Regions from separate parts of the Mus musculus genome. Here region 1 is linked to region 2. The links are chromatin contacts, called in public HiChIP or PLAC-seq maps. All regions are on one chromosome and are shown on one strand. Each heading gives the region's core, a stretch centred on a gene start, on an enhancer-like site or on the middle of the called end of the contact. The rest is flanking DNA. Distances are from core to core; before and after follow the strand shown.

Region 1 (5,994 bases), core at 2,247-4,746, 910 kb before region 2:
AAGGCACTTTTTTGTTTGCTTTTGGTTTTCAAGACAGGGTTTCTCTGTGTAGCCCTGGCTGTCCTGAAACTCACTCTGTAGGTCAGGCTGACATCCAACTTAGAGATCTGCCTGCCTCTAGCCTCCCTGGTCCCTGGGATTAAAGGCGTGTGCCACCACTGCTCAGTTAGTTTGTAAGGTACTTTACTGACTGAAGTATATCTCTTAGTACAGCAGATGAGTTTAAGAGGCTATAGTTCAGAGAGAGAAATTTGGCTTGCTACAAAGCCTAGTTGTCATAAAAAAAATGTAGGTGACCCGGGCATGGTGGTACATACCTGTAATCCTAGCTATTGGGTGGCTGGAACCAGATCACAACATAGAGACCAGCCTGGTCTACAATAGTAAGTTTGAGACTAACCAGCTATATAGGGAGATTTTTCTTTTCTTTTTCTTTTTGACTTTTTTTCGAGACAGGGTTTCTCTGTGTAGCCCTGGCTGTCCTGGAACTCACTTTGTAGACCAGGCTGGCTTCGAACTCAGAAATCTGCCTGCCTCTGCTTCCCAAGTGCTGGGATCAAAGGCATGTACCACCACCACCGCCTGGCAGGAGATCTTGTCTCAAACAAATAACAACAATAGATATTATGGAGAGCCAAGAGTAAGGTAATTTTTTTAGTATAGAAGATAAAGAGGAGAAAGAATCAGGGCTAGTGAAGACTAGAATCAGTCATGAACTAGGAAAGAAAACAAATCAAGGGCCTCCAGAGGGTAGTGTTCCTAATGGAGATAGTGTTCTTGAAGACTACCGGTGTATTTCTAAAGTCACTATTCCAGTGGTTTCCCTACAACTGTAGCAGGGACTCTTTAATTCTACAGTTGTGGCTTTGGTTCTAGAAAAAAATGACAATTTGTGTGATTATTTTTTTAGATATCTCATGTAACCTAAGCTGGCCATAAAAATTCAATATGTAGCTGAAGTTCCTCCTACCTCCTCTCCCTTGATCCCTGAGGCCTGGGATGACATGTGTATGTCACTACACTTGGCTAGTTTGTACTAACTGTAACTGAAATCTAGCATGGTTTTATTGTGATTAGAGGCAAAAAAATCCAAGCCATGTTTCTATTACATTGTATCTAAACAAGCAACTGGAGCTGTCTCAGATAGTCACCCCTACTTCCAAATGACATCACCCATTAGGTTGAATCACTGCCTGAATACTGAATACATTCATTAAGGGTATGGATTAGAAGCCACCAATCTTAACCATAAAAGGAAATAAGAATGCACTTGAACAAGATGGAGATGACATTAAACAATTCTAAGAGCCCACTGTGCATCCCTGTAATATTAGCACTTGAAAGGTCTCAAATGAGAACAAGAAAAATGAATTGCAAAAGTTATAATCAAGCCAGGTGGTAGTGGCGCACACCTTTAATTCCCAGCACTTGGGAGACAGAGGCAGGTGGATTTCTGAGTTCGAGGTCAGCCTGGTCTACAAAGTGAGTTCTAGGACAGCCAAGGCTACACAGAGAAACCCTGTCTCGAAAAAAAAAAAACCAATAAAATAAAATAAAGACAATGAGGCAGTTATGGTGCATGACTTTAGTGTCAGCAATGGGGAGATCTCAAGAGAGAACTTTTTACCAGGGCAGCCTGAGCCACACAGCAGATTCCAGGACAGCCAGGGATACACAGTGAGACTTCTCAAAAATAAACACACAAGAAGGGACAAGGCCACTCAAAAGTTATAAAGAATAGATACAGAACTGGTTATACCTCACTTGGAGAATGTACCACCAACCACTCTTTGAGACAAAATCTGGACTGCTCTTGAACTTAATTCTCCTGCCTCAGCCTCCTGAGTGCTGAGATTATAGACATGAACCATCACACAGCTTAAAATGTACAACTCATGTCACAATTTAAAGGGAACATTTTGGTAGTAAACTTTAATGCAATTTGGTTTGTTCTATAAGCCTTCTAAGAAGGGGTTCTACTTAATTATTTTATCAGTAGGAGCAAAATTGGAAGCAATGGATAAGGATCTGGGCTATATTTTGTGGAGGTGAAAAGCCTCAGTGAAAGAATAATGGGGTGTACAATGAATGGGTCTGTCCAGCCACCTGAGCTGCTGCTCCCCATATCTGAAGCATCAGACACACTGGACAGGTTCAAAAGAAGTGAGAGATGTGTTCAGAACCTATGGTCAAGACAGGCAGAAGACCAGGTTGGCATGAACCTTATAGAAATGTGTCAAGACTTTGCCTCCTGAGGACTGGGACTAAGGGCATGCCCCATTACATAGGGCTAAAGGAAAGACTGTGAGTCATAATAAAAACCTTGGTACGCAAGGACAGGAGCTATGTGTCTCTGCTTGTAATCCAAAGATCTTTTAGACTAAAGGCCTGTGAAGTAGATGACATGAACTCCAGGGAAGTCACTAGTTGTAAAGTTTGCTGAAACGTCAATCTAGGATTCTTTTTATTATTTTTATTTATTTTTAATTTTTTTGGTTTTTCGAGACAGGGTTTCTCTGTATAGCCCTTGACTGTCCTGTAGACCAGGCTGGTCTCGAACTCAGAAATCCGCCTGCCTCTGCCTCCGGAGTGCTGGGATTAAAGGCGTGCGCCACCACCGCCCGGTTTAGGATTCTCAAAAAAAAAAAAAAAAAAAAAAAAAATTCAGATAAGGTAAAATGTATCCATTTTTAAAATTTTCAATTTTAAGTGTTATCTAACAAACCACAACTGAATATAGAACACCTGTTCTCTCAGTGTAGCAGCACACAGCCTGCAACCCCTCCCCCCATCAGGTTACATGCTAAGGCAAACTGCCTACTACCCACAGCTTTCATCTTTTTCCAGGATACGGTCCACTAAAAGTACTGATTTGTGAAACTGCGCTTTTTACTCTAACCATTGGTACCGGTGCAAAAGGGACAGCGAGGGCCCCTTCCTCAACCGGTGACATTCGAGTGGGTCCTACCAGACACGAACTGTCATTGTCTCTTTATTCTAGTTTCGTGATCCTGAGTATGGGGAATGGTTTGGCTACCTGAACCAAGAGGGAAAGGTGGCCCTCACCATCAAGGGAGGTCCTTTTAAAGGTGAGCGAGGAACGGGGCGAGACTGTAGGGGTTTGTGGCACCCGGCTCGCCGGATCCTCCCTACCCCGGGGTTCATTCTCCCCACAGGCTGCTTCCATGTGCCGCGGTGCCTGGCCATGTGCGAGCAGATTCTAGGAGCCCTACTCCAACGCCTTGAGCCCGCCCCCCTCGACTCCTCGCCCGCTGTCTCTACCCATGAAGGCTCGAAATAAAGATGACCCTGTTCCACATGCTTGTGTGCGCGCCTCTGTGGGCTCCGAGGGAGGGTACAACTATTGCCCACACTTCCCGCCTTGAAAGGTCTTCGCTGTGGCTTCAAACGCACCACCTTGGGCGCTGATCCATCACGCCCAATTATCTCTAAGTGCCACGCTCATTGGTTGTGCAGTTCGGAGGCGGGTCCTATAGCTGGGTACTTCCGCTGCAGGCAGGTCGGAGCGGTCCGCCTTTTCCGCCGCCGTCCCAGGATCCTGGCCCCAGTCCAAGCTCCTATCGTCCTTTCCCTGCTTCTAAGTGGCCGCCGAGTGCACGCGTTCACGACCCACAAGGACCCGCGAGCTCCGCCGCCGCCGCGATGAACATCCGCAATGCTAGGGTGAGGTGACGGGGAGCCAGCCTGTCCGCACCGAGTGGGCGCCTTACGGGGTGACCGTGTGAGCATGTTATCGAGGGACCTGGTGCTTTGGTCCTGTAGGTCTGCCGACGCCGGACCTTAAGGCTGCTGCAGCCTGCTTTAAACATCTCGCGTTTATCCCGCGTTTCCTAATTCAGATCTCATTGAGTGGGCTCCACAACCTTTGGACACTATTACTCAGTCCTGGAACTGGCACGTTTTGCATGCCGCATGGAAACAGGGCTTGTGCAAAGTCGTATAGTAGCAACTGTGCCCTGCCCCGGGGAAAGGGGAGACCCAGAGATCGACGTGTGTGGCCCTCTTAGTCATTGCAGCCCTGGACTAACCGTATCCCACTCTCATGCAGCCCGAAGACCTGATGAACATGCAGCACTGCAACCTTCTCTGCCTGCCGGAGAACTACCAGATGAAGTACTATTTCTATCATGGCCTCTCTTGGCCCCAGGTGGGCAGCTTTTGCGTTTTGTAGGGGTGTAGGGTGCAACAGGAGGGAAACATGGATCCGAGTGAGCAAACGCAGTGGGCAAGGGTATAAGAACCTGAGGCTCTGGTTGATGGAGAAGCCTGGCAAATGAAAGGGTGTGTATAGAAACTAGGCTCCACAGAGTGGAGGCTGGCAGTGAGCTCTGTCCTGTTGCCTGCACTACATGACGTCCTTTTCCTTTCTGTCACCAGCTTTCTTACATTGCTGAGGATGAGAATGGGAAGATTGTGGGCTACGTCTTGGCTAAAATGTGAGTCACCAAGGAGAAAGAAAAGACACTAATGTTAAGAAGGACAAAAGCTTTGGAGAAGGGAATGGGAAGCGGTGAATTAGTTTGAGAGGCATTCTCTGTTGTCCAGATTGGTGCTCACTCAGGCTAACCTCAAACTTATAGTAGTCTTCATGCTGAGCCTTCTTAATGCTGAGATTTAACTATGGCCAGCTTGCTATGAATGTTGTTTTAATTAACAGATTTGTAGGGAAGCTCGAAGCTGACAGAAAAATTGAGCAGAGGGTACAGAGTTTTCCCATACACTCCTCCTCCACGTTTGTTCTCTAACTACCATGTATGGTACACTTGTTAGAAGTGAGAAACCTGCCGGCTGTGGTGGCGCACGCCTTTAATCTCGGCACTCGGGAGGCAGAGGCAGGTGGATTTCTGAGTTTGAGGTCAGCCTGGTCTACAGAGTGAGTTCCAGGACAGCCAGGGCTACACAGAGACACCCTGTCTGGAAAAACCAAAAAAAAAAAAAAAAAAAAGTGAGAAACCAATACAGATTTCATTAAGCAGATTCCTGTTTTCATTGTTGTGTTTCTGTATGTGTTGCACACTCTCTGAATTGGACAATTAAAGAGTTTACCTTTAAAAAGTAGCCATCCCTCCCTCAACCTCGTACAACAGGGTCATCTTTTCATAATGATGTAGAGTTGAAATAGTAGCTTATAGCTCTTTCAAACTGGCTCCCCTCACGTAATGCTCTGCAATCAGCATTACTCTTTTTGTGGGCATCTATTGCAGGGTGATCTGTTGACACTGCAAATATCTGATAGGTGTAGCGTGGGGCTTTGAGGGGGTCATGATTGGCTATTCTGATTCAGAAGTTCCTAGTTCTCTTCTTTTTGGATCTGGGATGCTGTAGCCACAAAGAGTCTGAGCACCTGTGTGCACAGGTATCCCAGATAGATGGCACCCATGCCAGGCTCCTTTCTAGCTTTCTCTTCTAGGGAAGAGGACCCAGACGATGTGCCCCATGGACATATCACCTCACTGGTGAGTATAACTACTGAGGGTTTGGTAGAGGTAGACTGGAGATAATTGAAGGAGCCACAGTGGTCGGACTTGTACCCAATCTTCTTCTCTCAGGCTGTGAAGCGTTCCCACCGGCGCCTTGGCCTGGCTCAGAAGCTGATGGACCAGGCCTCTCGAGCCATGATAGAGAACTTCAATGCCAAATACGTCTCCCTGCATGTCAGGAAGAGGTGGAAGCCAAGTTGGGGGAAAGGGCAATGCTGGGAAGTGGGGAGGAAGGGGTACCCGATTGATAGTGGTTCTGGGGTTTACTGCCTTCATAAGAATATGGGAAATAGTATTAGTGGGAAAGGGGAGAGGGACAAGGAAGAAGGGCAGGATATGACCTGTCAGGTTGACAAGTTTGTGATGCTGACCAATGCCTTATTCCCCTGCAGTAACAGGGCCGCCCTGCATCTCTATTCCAACACCCTCAACTTTCAGTAAGTAGATCAAGACTTTTTTAAGTGGCATGATCCACCCAGTTGGCTGGGATGAA
Region 2 (5,800 bases), core at 2,837-5,336:
AAGCAGCCCCCCAATTCCCAGAAAGCAAGCAGTTTTGAAAGTGTCCTAAGTTAAACCACCAACAATTGAGAAGATAAAGAAAATTGGAGAGTTGGGGTCAGGAGGTCTTGCACAAGCTCATGGCTTATGCCAAGCATGTTCCTGGTTTAGAGAAAGAGTTATGTTCCTTCTTCATGCACCAGTCCCTCAGGGATGTATCTATGCACTGGCTTCCAGACTGCTCTTATACCCTCCTCTCACTTGTCATCTATAAACTGACAACCCTCAGGTCTCTAGTCAGTGGTCAGATCTTAACTCAACTCTAACCTAGTGGGCTTCTTGTCACCTAGGTCTCCTACAGGCGCTTCAGAGTCAACATGGCCCAATGACCTTAATATTGTCACATCTGCACAGCATCTCCTCTAACTTCCTCATCCTCAGCTAGTTCCTTTCAACATCCAGCCTGTCACCCCAAACAGAAATATGGAAGCATCCCTGGGTACTACTTTTCCATCACTATTGTCTTTAGTTAAAGTCAGCAACCCTTGCAGCCTTATCAGGTCACTCTCAGTCTGAGCCGCAGGTTCGGTACAAGCCACCTGCCTCGTGCTGCTGTGCACCTCCCTGGCCTGACAGTCCTGCAACTCCTCTTGAACTCCTCTCCTAATTGAAAAGCATCGCTGGTCCTTCAGCTCTTCAGAATATAGTTTGCAGTCACCAGCTCATGAGTAAGTGACTGCTTAGTTTCCTTTCAGGGCTTCCTGGCAAGGGCACCAATTAGCTTTTCTTTCCTATAGTCACTCTAAATTTACACTCACTGTGATGGTTTGTATATGCTCAGCCCAGGGAGTGGCACTAGTAGGAGCTGTGGCCTTGTTGGAGTAGGTGTGTCACTGTGGGTGTGCGCTTTAAGACCCTCATCCTAGCTGCCTGGAAGTCAGTCTTCCACTATCAACCTTCAAATGAAGATGTAGAATTCTCAGTTCCTCTTGCACTGTGCCTGCCTGGATGCTGCCATGCTCCCACCTTGATGATAATGGGCTGAACTTCTGAACCTGTAAGCCAGCCCCAATTAAATGCTGTCCTTATAAGAGTTGCCTTGGTCATGGTGCCTGTTCACAGCAGTAAAACCCTAAGACACTCACCATATACCTCTCTTTGACGGGTCTCTGGTTTCCTCAATCTGCAATGCCTTCATTAGCATGTCGTTTGGGGGAAATCTTCCTTAGCCTTCAAACCTAAGTTCAACCTCACTCCCCCAAACACCACAGAACTTTCTCCTGCATCCGTAGGCTGTTCTTGTAAAAATTTATTTTAAAATGTTTTTGTTGTGTCTCTTATTGTACCTGGTACACTGTGTTATGTTACATAAGGACAATTTAAAACAAGCATTTTGTACACTGAACATATTTCCCCCATATACCTTGACTCTCATTTTACACACACCTCCAACTAATTCCCTTTGTTCCCCTAGATATTTCCATTTCTAATTTTATGTCATTGATTTTATGTACCCTTTAAAATCTCCGAACCACAAATGAGAGCGGAGGTTTGAAAATCTGCCCATACTTCACAGTTACCTTTCGTTACAGTCACAGTATCCATCATTCCCGTGCAGACACACACACACACACACACACACACACACACACACACAAACTGTCTTCACTCTCTCTTTTGCTTTCTTAAGCGTGGTCCTTCCTTGTCTTTTTCATTCCATTTCTCTCTTCCCCACAGTCCGTGTCACTCATGCTCCCTGTCATACTTTGACACCACCACTGGATAAAGAAAAGTAGTCCTCAGCAAACCTAGCAGCTTACCATGTACGCTCTGGGAAACAGACTTGCCTCTTGCCTCATGCACCAAGAAACATGCAGACTTCTTATGTTGATCACAGTCCCATTCCAACATCTCAAACCCGAGAAAGCAGTCAACACCGCCCCAGGACCAGGGTATCAACATTCTGAGCACATTCAGAGAACCCAGGCAGTGGCCTGGAGTAAGAAAAACAAGCTACCGCACTGACATAAACAGCTCGAGCTACATCTGAGGCCATCGAGGAGGGTATGTCTTCCTCAGTTTGTCTGCAATGTCCTCTCAAAGGTGGGGGCCACAGGAAAGACAGTAGAAGGTGTTGCACTCATCTCTCATCACTACTCCTGTCTCTTTATTTTATCATCTTAGAACCTCCCTGCAGTGCTCTGGGAACTCCTGAGGTAAGGACAGAATAAAAACCCATTATCAGTGACTACCATCCCTGGGAGGCTCTAAGCTGGCAGAACAAAAAGAATGTGCGATGGCCATGCTTTTCAGGGACTAGGTTGTAAAACTAATTGAAGTTTTCAGCCTCAGGTAAGAGGATACTAAACTCCTCTGCTGGTTCCAGCTCTGCCAGGAAGTAGTGCTGAGTAAACAGAGGCAAGGTTCTTCAGAAAGAGCCGCTCGGAGGCAGGGCAATATGGGGAAACCCTGGGCCTTGAAGCAGGGCAACTGCAGTTTCAGCTGTAACCTTTATAGGTCATGAAAAAGATATTGGTCAAACCCTCACAGGATGCCTTTCTGTGCACTATAACATCCTGAAGGGAGTATCTTAATTTCTTGCCACTCGGCCTCAGCTACTGCTAAACTGGAGTGGGGAGAGAGAAGGAGGCCCATAGGATGTGATATCTGTTGAATTCTCTGAAGCCTTCACAGACTCTGGTAGCTTAAGGCAACCACTGCCAATTTTTGACCTAACTACATACTGCACAAGAAGACAATGCCACTTTCTACGCAATGTAATCTGCTGCCTGACCACAGTTGCCAGCACTGAGTACATGTCTAACACTCACCTTCGTGTGTCAAATACAAACTAGAAAAAATCCACACTTGCAACACAACAAAGAAGAAAACAATCTAAGTCTTAGATTTAACATGTGATACCAAAACTTTGAAGGAAAAAGGTAAGACGGTGTGCTATCAAATGACTGAATAAACAACAAAAAAAAAAATTGGCAGAACTTTATCTATCTTGAAGGTTTTATAAAGGTAGCATTTGATTACTGAGGCTATGGAGCACTCACAAAAAGGGACCTATCATGACTGCCCTCCGAAGGACCCAACAAGCAGCTGAGTCAGATGCAGATATTTGCACCCAACCAATGGACAGAAGCAGCTGTCCCCTGTTGTTGAATTAGGGAAGGCTGAAAGAAGCTGAGGAGAAGAGCGATCCTGTAGGAGGACCAGCAAGTCTCAATTAATCTGGACCTCCAAGATCTCTCAGACACTGGACCACCAAACAGGCAACATACACCAGCTGATATGAGGCCCCCAACACACATACAGCAGAGAACTTCCAGGTCTGTGTTCATTCAGAGATGATGCACCTAACCCTCAAGAGACTGGAGGCCCCAGGGAGTTTAGAGCTCAGGTGGGGTGGGGTAGAGACATCCACGTGGAGACAGAGTGGGGTGGGGAGGAGGTATGGGATATGGAGCAGTTGGAGGGTGGATGGGGGGAGCAGGGAATGGAACATGGAGTGTAAAAAATAAATTAAAAGTAAAATAAAATAAAATAAAATAAAGAATAAATGTAGCATTTGATAATATTTTGTACACACTCCTCAGTGTCCTGCATGCTTTACATATGTAAACCCATTTAACTCTTTGAACTGTCTATGGTGGAAACTATTTCCATTATTGTTCATGTAAGAGCTGAGTGATCCAAGGGTCCCATAAAGTTACCTTGGGCTTAAATTCAAGCTCAAGAATCCCTGCATTTAGTCCACTTTGCACAATCAAATGAACACTGGGTAAAGCTCCTAAGGCTTCTGACATTTACATTAACTTTGTCACCTGGGTCTGTCCTCAAGCCCATCAACCACTGTTTATCAAAGGAAAGGGGACTATCCTTGGGTTTGGTCACTCCTAAGTAGGCTACTGTAGTCAACCGCCCTCTGACATTACTAGTAGGGGGATGGGTAACGGGAGTGCACTGGCGCAACAGGGACCATTTGTGATCCTCCAGCGCCATCTCGTGGCTGGAGCTAGCACTGCCTCAGGAGGAGCCCCTTAGAAGCTGGTCTCTGGAGCAGCCATTTTGTACTCTCCTTTCATAGCGGGCACCTCAGCCTGAGCTAGCGGCTGCAGGAAATGGCCGCGCGAGTAGGTGTATTCTTACCCTGGAGCTGGCTAGCTTACTCATGCGCATGCGCCCCCTCCCCCCTTCCCTCCCCGCCCCCCCCCCGCAGGAGCGATCCAAATCTGCCTGCGCAACAGAAATCTGCTGCAGTCACGGGTGCATGCGTCCGTATTCGTGGTGCCTGTCTGCGGCAGTCTGACTAGATCTATGCTGACACACTCCTCAGTGTGTGTGTGTTCCCCCAAGTGAACATAAGTTGCTAGAGCAAGGCTTGTCAATATTAATATTAACGTTTTTGTCTGGATAATAATACTGTGTGTGTTGAGAATGAGGCACTAATATCACCTGTCACTATAGGTCGTTTAGCAGCATCCATGATTTTTAGCCTTTAGAAGCCACCCTCGGTTGTGGCAACCCAAAAAATCTTCGGTTACTACTGTATGACGCAAGAGGGTAGGGGTGGGCAGGACAAACCTCTGATTGAGAGCTGCCATCTCCAGTGTATACTGGAGAAGAGAGGAAATTGAAATGCTTAAGAAAAACGCTGGAGACATACCTTCAGGAAATTAAACAAAAATCTCAAGAACTCTTGTTATTAATATTTCCCCAGATGAAGGGCTAGAAAGATGGTTCAGCAGTTAAGAGCAGTGTGTACTCTTTAGAAATCTTAAGTTTTATTACAAGCACCCACATACAGCTAGAAACAATCTCTAACTCTAGTCTCCGAGGATCCACTGTCCTCTCTCTACTGGCCACCACTGACGTGGCAAATGGGTGGTGTGCAAAAACATACATGTGCAGGCAAAACACTTATACATATAATTTTTTTAATTTAAATGGGAAAAAAAACAATCCAAACATAGCCAGTTATTAAACAGTGTCATCAGAAATGTTTGCTTTGATTTTTCAAACGGGTAAATATTAGAGCAATGTTACTATCTGGGCCTGAGCTCTGCAGTAGGGCAGATTTAGAGTTTATTCCTATTTGCTCATCACATGTGTGGACCCAAGTTTTCTCCTCTATCAAATTGCACAATCAGAAATCTTTCTTGGCTTGGGGAATAACACCAGATTAAGTACACCAGCTGGAAGGAGACATTAGCCTTCAAACACATTTCATCAACTAGCTTGCTCAAGTTTCTCAGAAGGTTTCTCCTTGAGGCTGTTCATTAGCTCTCAGCTACCACGGGTATGGTTTTGGATAAATCACTTAACCTGTTTGTTTCCCCATTTACCCATCTCACAGGGTTATTGAGGCAACTGTAAAGTACATAAAAACAACATACTGTAGCTATCATCAGCTATTATTTTCCTCAGTTCTAATCGTTAGTAAAATTTAAAAGAAAAAAAAAGGTGCATAACAAGGCCTGTAGCTTACAGATCCATTTTCCACACCACCTCCCAGCATATGATTTAATGTAAAAGGTGACTGTAGTGTGGTGTTAAAATTCAAATACCTATTCATCTTTAAGTCTATAAACCACAGCCGTTCTTCTTTGGATTAAAACCTGATAAAATTTCATTATATGGAACACGGCCCTGATCCAGTCTCCTCACTCATTAGTCTTCAACTACTCTATGCTTTGGAACATGTTAAATCCTAGGTCCTGATAAGAGATCCTGTCTCACAAAACACGATGTATGGTGCCTAAGGAATGACACTAGAAGTTGATCTCTGGTCTTGACACACATGCGCATACAC

The links. HiChIP or PLAC-seq counts read pairs in DNA pulled down with a chosen protein or histone mark.
Region 1: a contact with region 2 is called in an H3K27ac HiChIP or PLAC-seq map of cardiomyocytes, with 10 times the contacts expected there. The contact joins the promoter of Naa10 here to the enhancer-like site in region 2. A contact is called at or near these places in 4 of 39 promoter capture datasets (the SN4741 cell line, hippocampal neurons, liver and 1 more), 1 of 484 Hi-C or Micro-C datasets (forebrain), 12 of 115 datasets of contacts at active chromatin or transcription factors (the NIH/3T3 cell line, astrocytes, bone marrow-derived macrophages and 9 more) and 3 of 9 other capture datasets (adipose tissue, liver and pancreatic islet).

What each region holds. Positions count from the first base shown.
Region 1 is chrX:73,919,446-73,925,439 of GRCm38.p6, reverse strand. It overlaps Naa10 (N(alpha)-acetyltransferase 10, NatA catalytic subunit), which reads left to right and starts at 3,496. Exons shown (of 8, transcript NM_019870.3): 1 at 3,496-3,684; 2 at 4,070-4,168; 3 at 4,399-4,457; 4 at 5,432-5,477; 5 at 5,571-5,686; 6 at 5,894-5,938. The coding sequence starts at 3,664. Renbp (renin binding protein) reads left to right here. Exons shown (of 11, transcript NM_023132.3): 10 at 3,002-3,089; 11 at 3,177-3,319. The coding sequence ends at 3,301.
Region 2 is chrX:73,006,522-73,012,321 of GRCm38.p6, reverse strand. All of the region lies in intron 12 of Zfp185 (zinc finger protein 185), which reads right to left. Among named protein-coding and RNA genes, the nearest start is that of Mir2137, 17 kb to the right of the region's middle. Within about 2 kb of position 4,086, at least 324 of the 459 cell types and tissues checked have an H3K27ac peak or open chromatin away from gene starts, as enhancers often do. A contact at or near this core is called in the NIH/3T3 cell line, the SN4741 cell line, adipose tissue and 12 more, where this site is marked.